Regions from separate parts of the Mus musculus genome. Here region 1 is linked to region 2. The links are chromatin contacts, called in public HiChIP or PLAC-seq maps. All regions are on one chromosome and are shown on one strand. Each heading gives the region's core, a stretch centred on a gene start, on an enhancer-like site or on the middle of the called end of the contact. The rest is flanking DNA. Distances are from core to core; before and after follow the strand shown. Region 1 overlaps Itgb5 (integrin beta 5). Region 2 holds the start of Itgb5 (integrin beta 5).

Evidence for each region. HiChIP or PLAC-seq counts read pairs in DNA pulled down with a chosen protein or histone mark.
Region 1: a contact with region 2 is called in an H3K27ac HiChIP or PLAC-seq map of extraembryonic endoderm stem cells. The contact joins the enhancer-like site here to the promoter of Itgb5 in region 2. A contact is called at or near these places in 5 of 39 promoter capture datasets (the 3T3-L1 cell line, liver and maxillary cranial neural crest), 3 of 15 datasets of contacts at CTCF or cohesin (the NIH/3T3 cell line, embryonic stem cells and stem cell-derived epiblast-like cells), 82 of 484 Hi-C or Micro-C datasets (the AML12 cell line, the C2C12 cell line, the G1E-ER4 cell line and 38 more), 35 of 115 datasets of contacts at active chromatin or transcription factors (the NIH/3T3 cell line, astrocytes, bone marrow-derived macrophages and 20 more) and 2 of 9 other capture datasets (adipose tissue and liver).

Annotation. Positions count from the first base shown.
Region 1 is chr16:33,875,687-33,880,477 of GRCm38.p6, forward strand. Itgb5 (integrin beta 5) reads left to right here. Exons shown (of 15, transcript NM_001145884.1): 4 at 116-365. Among named protein-coding and RNA genes, the nearest start is that of Itgb5, 48 kb to the left of the region's middle. Within about 2 kb of position 2,940, at least 121 of the 459 cell types and tissues checked have an H3K27ac peak or open chromatin away from gene starts, as enhancers often do. A contact at or near this core is called in the C2C12 cell line, the G1E-ER4 cell line, the MC3T3-E1 cell line and 24 more, where this site is marked.
Region 2 is chr16:33,826,540-33,831,521 of GRCm38.p6, forward strand. It overlaps Itgb5 (integrin beta 5), which reads left to right and starts at 3,126. Exons shown (of 15, transcript NM_001145884.1): 1 at 3,126-3,491. The coding sequence starts at 3,422.

The DNA.
Region 1 (4,791 bases), core at 1,690-4,189, 49 kb after region 2:
TCTACAGCATACCTGCTTCACTGTGGGAAAAGGTCTTTGAAATGAGGATCCACCTTTCACCCTTTCACCCCAGCAAGCCACATGACCTCTAATGAGGTGACCTCTCTTGGCACAGGCGAGCAGACTACGTTCCAGCTGCAGGTGCGCCAGGTGGAGGACTACCCTGTAGACCTGTACTACCTGATGGACCTCTCCCTCTCCATGAAGGATGACTTGGAGAACATCCGGAGCCTGGGCACCAAGCTTGCGGAGGAAATGAGGAAGCTCACTAGTAACTTCCGCTTAGGTTTCGGGTCTTTTGTTGACAAGGACATCTCTCCTTTCTCCTACACGGCACCGAGATACCAGACCAATCCGTGTATTGGGTAAGTGTCGAGTTGTCCTTTTGTGGAATGGTGGGATGAAGTACTGGGAAAGTGGAACCCACAGAAAGGCTAGTGTAGGGGAATCATTAGGCTTAAGTATTTAATGATTCGTGATGGCCACATTCTTTCCTTGCCCTACATGTGACAAAGTGAACTGTCACGGGTTGTACCGTACGATCTTATGAGACTGATTTTCTTGCCTGCCTTCCATGGCTCTATTTTCCCACATCATTTAGCAAGTGTCCTTGGGGAGTTGTGGGTCCAGGTGGTCAGGGAAAGGCCAGGAAAGTGCAGTTTGTATCTTCTTTTCCTGTAGTGACGGAGTGCACACAGATACATGAGTTCAGGGGTACGGGGATGGCTCAGTTGAACAAGCACTTGCTACACGACCATGAGTAGTTGAGTTTGTAAAAGCTGGGTACTTCCGATGCTCATAACCCCAGCACTGGTAAAGCAGAGACAGAAGGACCCTTGGGCTTTGCTGGCTATGAGTCACATAGAATTTGTGAGGTCCAGGTTCAGTACGAGCCTCTCTCTCAAGGGAGTCATGATATAAGAAGGTGCTTCCTACCAATCTCTGAGCTCTGCATGCACATATACATATATGTGCATGCATAACCACAAACAAATACATACATATATACATATAAAAGGATAAATGCACTCAGAGATTGTCCCTGTTTATGTTAGCAGCTGTAATTTACTTCCGTATAACTAAATGAAAACCTTGATTTAGTTTTAATTTTTTGTTCAGTTTTAATTTTATGTGTGTAGACTATGTGTGTTCATATCATGGCTCTTGTATGCCCTTTGGGGATACACTGTGTACAACACACAGAACTTGATAACTTCCAGCCTTTTCTTGCCTCTATCTCCACAGTTGACCTTAATGAGTTTGTAGAATATAAGGCTCCAACATAGTCACGAGAACAGCTAAGATTTTAGTTTTTGCTAAGCGTCAAATACCATTCACACTGTTAACAAATAGGCACTTTATTGAGATTATCTCGTTAACATTCCTCCTCGGGTCCCTATGGCTTCTAAGCCATGTTTACAGAAGGTGAGGCCTTCAGAGAATAAATTCCTTTATATAGATAGCAAGGGGTAGACTAGAGTCTGTATTCTAACTCTAACATAATGACATTTCCCCCCCATCCAAGATACTTTATCTGAGGTTAAATGACTGGGCACTCCCAAGCTCCCGCAAGCCCAGCAAGTCAGAGTTTATAGTAAGAAGAGTCTGCAGTAAGAAGTCCCCAAATATCTACAGCTAAATATCTACAAAGCTGCCTCATTTGTACAAAATCTGAGGAGGGCAGAATTGTGTCTACTCTTGGCACCTCTCCTCAGGGATCCAGGCTTCTTCGGTGTTTGGATATCAGTTTTGATTCTTAGTCTCCTGCTGCCACGGAGGTGGGTGGGTGTTCTTTTTAAAGACCCCAGGCCTATTTCTCTCCATACTTTGGGGCCCAAACATCTCCCAGCTCCAGGCTAGGCTTGTTGTTGGGAGAGGTGGTGATATCCAGGCAGCCTGTGTTCTGAGTTTACCCGGTCTTGTTAGTTTCATTCTTCCATGTTGACCTAGATCCTCCTCGGGGGTCAGAAACCAACATAAAGATTGAAGAAAAAAAACAAAACAAAACAGTAAGATAAGCCAGGCAATGGTTGCACATATCATACGCCTTTAATCCTGGCAGAGGCAGGCAGATTTTGAAGCCAGCCTAGTCAATAAAGTGTTGCAGGATTTTGAGGCCAGCCTGGTCTATAAAGGGAGCTGCTTGCAGGACAGCCAGAGCTACCAGAGAAACCCTATCTCAAACAAACAAACAAACAAACAAACAAGCAAACAAACCAAAGAAGAAGAAGAAAACCCAATAAGGTAAACAGTTTTAAATACAGATGTATTCAAAGTTCCTTAAGCATAAAGAGCCACATTTTGTCATTTGCTGCGTGTAGCTTCTAGCCACAGGTAGGGCTAGCTAAATAAACTAGGTTGTGACCAGTAGTTCTCCCTCTCCAAGGCCACTTTCCGCTGGCCTCAGGCCAAGTGTTTTATTGTTGGTGCTTTGCTACTTACTGGGCGCAACAGCATCTTAATCAAAACAGATTTTGGATTTATCTGAACAGTAATCCCATCTGTTTCTTTCTGTCCCTGCCCTGATTGGGCTCCGACTCTAGTCAGACAGGGTGTGTCTGCACTCACCCAGATGCTGGGCTGGGGGCTGGCAGAGGATCAAGGCCCAGTTTGGGTGTTTAGCATCCAAATAGTCAAGGGTATTGCTCATAGCTATTCAGACTTCCTACTTGAAGCCCTCAGGCAGAAACAGTGGCAGACAGTGCTGTTCTTGACAGAGAGCACAGAGCTCTCTGAAAAGCTGTTCCTAAGACAGGAAATCAGCGAAGAAAGAGTGTGAGGAAGGAAACTTCAAATCTAAGCCATGGAAATCTCTCTTTTGTAATCCAGGAAGTACAGGATGGACACTTCAGCTTTGGGGAGCAGGCTTCCCATCCTGGGGTCCCAAGTCTCCCTAGAGAGTCCCCTTTGCAAGTTGGGAGGGACAGCACAAGCCAGGGCATGTAATCTAGCTGTCCCGCCTGGGACAACACACACAGTGTTTGCTTTCCTGTTTTAAAAGACCCATGAGTTAGTTACTGACATCTTAAAAAAGAAATCAAAACAAAACAAAACAAAAAAACCCCGATTACCCACAAATAGCCAGAATTTCTAGGCTTTTCTCCACTCAGGATAGAATACACCAGAAACATTAAGTCTGAAGAAGTACCAGGCTTGCTCTGGGGAAAAAAAGTAATGTAAGCATCAGATTGAAGACAGATCAGATTGATCACAGAGCATCTCTAGGAAGCCCCAGTACTCACTGACATATTTTCTATTGCCCGTTGTGGGACTTTTTCTTTGATTGAGCTGTCATGGAGATAATTCATGTAAAATCATCTCCATTGCTATTTATACATTTTTACCCTTTGAGTATGTTTTCCCAGGAAGCCACAGTGTTCCTTTGCCCCCTCGAAGGTGTCATTTCTACTGCCTATGACACCTCTGCGGCTGAAGTGACATGCTCTGTTTATCTAATTCTCCTCTCCTCTGAGTGCTCTGTCTCATGCTATTGACTGCGTCTGGGCGGGTACCCTGGTTCACATTGCTTAGGGCTTGATTGGCTGCGGCATCTGAGTCTGGGAGGTTCTAGCAATATCTGTGTGATTGTTTAATCTCTCCTGCTGTCTCCCTGTTCATCCACTAGTGGGTGGCAATTGGAGATTCTCATATCTAAATTTCATGTTTCTTATTTTCCCTCATGCAGCCCCCCACCCTCTGCCCCAGCTACACTGCTTCCAGGTTACAATTTTGTTCTTTCGTTTAATCTGTATACTGAAACAGTTTGGACCTCTGTGACTTTCCTATCTACAATTGTTACTTGGTTCTTTTCTCAAACCCTTGTGTTTTAGATACTATTTTTGTTGTTGTTGTTGTTGAAAACTTTTAGTTTTTGTTTTTTTGTTTTTAATTTTCTAGTAATTTCCCTTCTGGCTTTTGGCTGTCGTTCCTTCCTCTTTTTGACTGTTTCCAAAATCCTCGTCTTAGGGAGTCTCAGAGCATTCTGTTCTTGAGTGTGAGGTTTGCTGACATTCCTCCCGGCTCTCAGCCTCTCACGTGGTGTGAAATGTTTTCATTAGCTCATCTTCATTGGAGGCTGGTTTCCATCAAGGACCATATGGCCCTGGTGTCCTGGCTTCCCACAGAGCAGTTTTAATCTTTGCTGTTGTCAGGAACCTTCCATGTTTTCCTGTTCATTTCTCAGCTGAGGATTCTTTCACCATAAATGTTGTGAGTTCTCACCACCAAGGTCTAGAGTGACTTTTTAAAAGATTTATTTATTTACAATGTAGTAGTGTTCTGTCAACATGCATGCCTACACACCAGAACAGGGCACCAGATCCCATTACAGATGGTTGTGAGCCACCATGTGGTTGCTTGGAATTGAACTCAGGTCTTCCGGAAGAGCAGCCAGTGCTCTTAACCTCTGAGCCTGATTCCCAGCACCCACACTGGGCAGTTCACAACTGCCTGCAACTCTAGTTCCATGGGGTCTGATGCCCTGTTCTGCATCTACAGGGTAATATGTATGTATGTATGTATGTATGTATGTATGTGTATATATATGTGTGTGTATACATACACATATACATACATACATATATACACACATACATATATACATATATATATGCTCGTGTGTGTGTGTGTGTGTGTGCGCGCACGTGTACTTGTGTATGTATGTGTGTATGTGTGAATAATAAACTTTGAGTCACCAGTCATTTATTGGTGTTCCACTAAAGAAAGAGATAAAGTACTTTCTGATGTCATTTAGCCAAGAACAAGCCGAGATTTGAATTCTATACTTTTTGT
Region 2 (4,982 bases), core at 1,876-4,375:
CGGGCCTGTGGAGGTCAGAAGAGGATGTTGGATTCCCTGGTACTGAGTTACAGTTGCTAACTGCCGTGTCGGTGATGGGAACCAAACCTGGATCCTCTGCAAGAGCAGCACGCGGCCTTAACCACTGGGCCATCTCTCCAGCCCTTTATTCCCACTCCTTTGTTTGTTCCAAAGGAAGGAGAGAGAGAGAGAGAGAGAGAGAGAGAGAGAGAGAGAGAGACATTAGCTTATTTTTATTCTAGTGTAAGGGTATTTTGTTGTCATGTATGTCCCTGTGTGGTATGCATGCAAATGTCTATAGAGTTCAAGAGGCTGTCAGAACCTCAGACAGGTGTGAGCTGCCATGTGAACCGTGATCATCTAGAAGAGAGACCATTTATTTTCGCCACCAACCCCCTAACTAATGGTAAAAAACACATAATGTAAAATTTACCATTGTGGCCATTTTAAGAGGACCATTCTGTGCCAATAATACTATCCATTTCTAGAACTTTCCCATTATTCCAACTTGAAACTCTGTACTCAGAAATAAAATCCCCTTCTCTCCTCCCACCAGCCTGTCAGCCTGTGGTAACATCTGTTTTACCTCCTTCTATCACACTTTTGGTTCTAGACATGTTACACAGTAGAATGTCTGGGCATGACAGCACACCCCTGGAATCTGGAATCTTAACACTCAGGAGGTACAGGCAAGAGAATCAAGAATTCAATGGCATCGTCTTCAGCTACAGAGAGTTCAAGGCCAGCTTGGGCTGGATAAGAGCACCCACACACATCCCACACACACACACAGACACACAGAGAGAGAGGGGGAGGGAGAGAGAGAGGGAGAGAGAGAGAGAGAGAGAGACAGAGGGAGAGAATTATATAATATTTGTTCCCTTGGGTCTATTTCATGTCACACAGGGTGTTTTTAATTTTGTAGTAAGTGTCAGAATTCCATTCCTTTGTTTTGTTTTCTCCTGATTTTGAGACAGGTTCTCTCTGCATAGCTCTGGTTGTCTTGGAATTCATTATGTATACCCCCTAGCCTCAAATTTATAGATCTGCTCCCTAGCGCTGGGATTAAAGGTGTGCCCTCGTACCCAGGTCCGTTTCATTTTAAGATCAAATAGATCATCACGTGTAACTGACACTTTTTATCTGTGAGCACTTAGATGAAGGACTCTTGGGAGGGGGACACAAACCACAAAGCAGAAATTCTGAATTAGAAAAGGCATCAACAAACCAGCTTTAATGCAGCTTAGATTGCTCAGGACTGCTTACAGCAGGTCTGGGCAGGCTGGGGACCCAGAGAACCACCAGATAAGACAGAAGGGGTCTGGTAAGAATTAGGGCAAGTTGGATCACAGCACTTTCCAGGTGCAATTTAGATAAATGGTGGTCCGTGCCAGATGTGGGACAAAGTAGGATATTTCAGCCGCTACAAAGTGCTCATTTTGAGTGCAGAGAAGATGGGATACTATGGGCCCTGAACTCAAAGAATGCATGGCATAGGAAAGCCACCATTGTACTTAAAGCAGTATTTCACCTTCTAGCTCATCCTACACTTTCCTGCCAGACCAAGCAACACTCCAGTTCAAACTCTTTGATCAGCTCCCATAATGTAGTAGCCACCTCTAAGCTGGGATAAGCATAGCCCCAAGGCTATTGCCCTAAGGGCCAGGTAATTCCAAGATCTACCTGGGCTGTTTCTGCAGCATGAATTCTTTTTTTTTTTTTTTTTTCTTTTGGTTTTTTGAGGCAGGGTTTCTCTGTATAGATAGCCCTGACTGTCCTAGAACTCACTTTGTAGACCAGGCTGGCCTCGAACTCAGAAATCTGCCTGCCTTTACCTCCCGAGTGCGCCACCACGCTTGGCATGCAGCATGAATTCTACTGGATAATGGTTAGCAGCAAACATGATTTTTTTTCGAGACAGGGTTTCTCTGTGTAGCCCTAGCTGTCCTGGAACTCACTCTGTAGACCAGGCCGGCCTCGAACTCAGAAATCTGCCTGCCTCTGCCTCCTGAGTGCTGGGATTAAAGGCGTGCACCACCACACCCGGCCAAATATGACTTTTAAGTCATAACAAAGCAATGTAGGACAGAGTACGAATTTGCATATGGTCCAAGGATGAACTTTGAAGTTTGCTCTGGATTGGTTCACTTTTCCCTATGCACACACTACAAACTGGCTCCTGTCAGTGCCACCCAGTTAAGAGTTTGAAAGGTGGACACAACAAAGTTTTTAAGATTCAAACGCCTTAGGTAGGTTTTTGCACCTACACCGCCAAGTCCTGACCTTCTAGCTGCTGCTGCTGCTGCTTCTGCTGCTTCTTCTTCTTCTTCTTCCTCTTCCTCTTCCTCCTCCTCCTTCTTTTTCTTCTTCTTTTATTTATTTATTTTTTCTTTTGGTTTTTTCGAGGCAGGGTTTCTCTGTGTAGCCCTGGCTGTCCTGGAACTCACTCTGTAGACCAGGCTGGCCTCAAACTCAGAAATCTGACTGCCCCTGCCTCCCAAGTGCCGTGTAAAGTCGTGTGCCACCATGCCCAGCTCCAGCTGGTTCTTAATAGGCAAAGGTTAGGCTGCCTTACTTAAATCTGGATTTCAGGGAAAAAGCTAGCAGTCGCTTCCTCCAGTATATTAACCCTTGGTGGCTCAGTTTGCTCACCTAAACAACGGGAGGGATGTTAGCACTTATCACAGTGCCTGCTCACCAGGGTGCCCTCCGCTTCACCTGAACTTCCACGTTCCACGTGTCCTCCCCTGCCCATCCCAAGCGTGGCGTCTGGATTGAATATTCTCGGGCGAGGCCTGGCCTGGCATGCGCTTGTGGCATGACGAAATGGCCTGACAGATCCAAGCCGTAACTGCCCCACGATCCTGAAGTCAAAACTGAGATTGCTTTGGCCCAAGTAATCTCTGCAGGCCTAATGGAGCGCGCCCCGCCCCCTCCCAACTCCAAGACCGGGGAGGGAGACCCTAACTAGAAGTTTCGAACACCCGATCCCCACAAGTGGGTCAGCTGTGACAGCCACCTGGGCAACCCAGGATCTAGGCGTGCTGGCGGGTCCCGGTGCAGGGCGGAGCTGGTCCGGCCCGAGCTCGCCCCGCCCCGTCCCGCCTAGCCGTAAACTGACCGAGTGGCGGCCCGCAGGAGAGGGGGGAGGAGAAAGCAGAGAAGAGTGGGGGCTGGCGGCCGAGGAAAAAGGGAAGGGTCTCCGAGAGTAGACGCGCGGGGGACTCGGCGAGGGTGCGTCCGGAGCAGCGACAACTCCGAGCGTCCCAGCGGGCCAGCGAGGAGGATGGTGGCGGCCGGGCGCGGACCAGCCCGGCCGCGGGCGCCGTGAGCCGGAGCGCAGCGCCCGGCATGCGGCTGCGGTCCCCGGCCTCGGCCCCGCTCCGCCCCCGCCGAGCGCCCCAGCCGAGCGGCGCGCATCATGCCGCGGGTGCCCGCGACCCTCTACGCCTGTCTGCTCGGGCTCTGCGCGCTCGTTCCGCGCCTCGCAGGTAAGCCGCGCCGCCCCGCCGCGCGCTCCTCAACTTTTGCTCGCCCGCGGCCGCTTGCGGGAGCCGAGGGTGCAGTGCACCCCAGGGCGCTCCCAGAAGGGTCGGCGAGGCGCGGGCATCAGATCTGCGTGCGCTGGCGGGTTCCCTCCCGGGCTGAGGAGGAGCCTTCCCTTCCTGTGTAAACAGTGTGCGTCTGGTGGCGGAGCCCGAGGGCGCTGGGGACTTGGGAGGGGAAGCCTCCGGGCCCGGTGCTGGGGCCCTAGCTCTTCGCTCGCCTGCACAAAGCGGCCCTTGTGGCCCGCGGGGAGTGATGTGGGGGCCAAAGTGTGGCGACCGAGTCATCCCGGAGGTCTGTGGATAATGCAACTTTCGAAGTTTGCTCTAAATTGAAAGTTGTCATTACTCTCTGTAAGTCCGAAGTCGCTGCCCCACCTGGTACACCGCCATCTGATACTGTTCGGTACTGTGATTCACAAACACTGTGTCCGGACTGCGGAGGGGCTGCTGGCGCTACCTTAGCCGGATGCACCCTGGCGCTGATGCGGGAGCCCCCAGCTACCTGCGTTCAGTTTTCAGACTTGGGAGTGGCAATTAAGTTTAGGGACCGGACAGTGGTGGCACACGCCTTTAACCCTAGCATGCTACACAATGAGACCCTGTCTTAAAAAAAAAAATCCCTATAGGAAGAATGATAGTTGACGCTCCTACCTCTTCCAAACCTACCCACTCAAAGAGGAGTTTCCGAACTTTCCTCTTCCTGTCGGAAGTAATTGTGTATTGATTAAGAGTGCGCTATTCACTTTCAAGCCCGAGGTACTTGTTTGCCTCTCTGAGCCCAGTGGTTGCCTGGCTGCTTGAGGGGAGAACTCTGTTACCCCTACCCGTCTCATTTACATGAAGGAGGTTGAGGTTTCCATCTGAGAGCAAGGAGGGAGTTGAGGAAACCAAAAAATGTCGCTGAGGCCCCAGTACAAACTTAATAGCGTAGCAAGGCTGCTTTTCTGGGAAAATAAGTAGATCAGTGGGTCCCACCCACCCCTCCCTCAAATCTGGCAACCAGTGTCCACATCTTTCGTGTTCCAAAGAGTCCCCAGGGAAACGCAAAGAGATGTAGCTTGAATCACCATCCTCTGGAATATATCCTTGTCGACTGACCTCACTTCTTTAGGACAGAGTTTTAGTTTGAAGTTATATTCTTTATAACCAAACTAAAACTTTATCTTGTGTGTGTGTGATGGTGTTTTTAACATTTTTGTCAGAATAAACACTCAGCAACCTTACCTTAGTTTCTTTCTTTCTTTCTTTCTTTCTTTCTTTCTTTCTTTCTTTCTTTTTTCTGTTAGCAGTCTTCGAAATTCAACTTTGGGATGGCTCTAGTTTCTTTCCGATTAGCCCTCTGATTCGAATGAAAACTCCAACATTTCCCATTGCAAAAATTTTAATCCTTATTAGTTGAGTTTCCCAAAAACCTGTTTTTATCTTACTTATGTC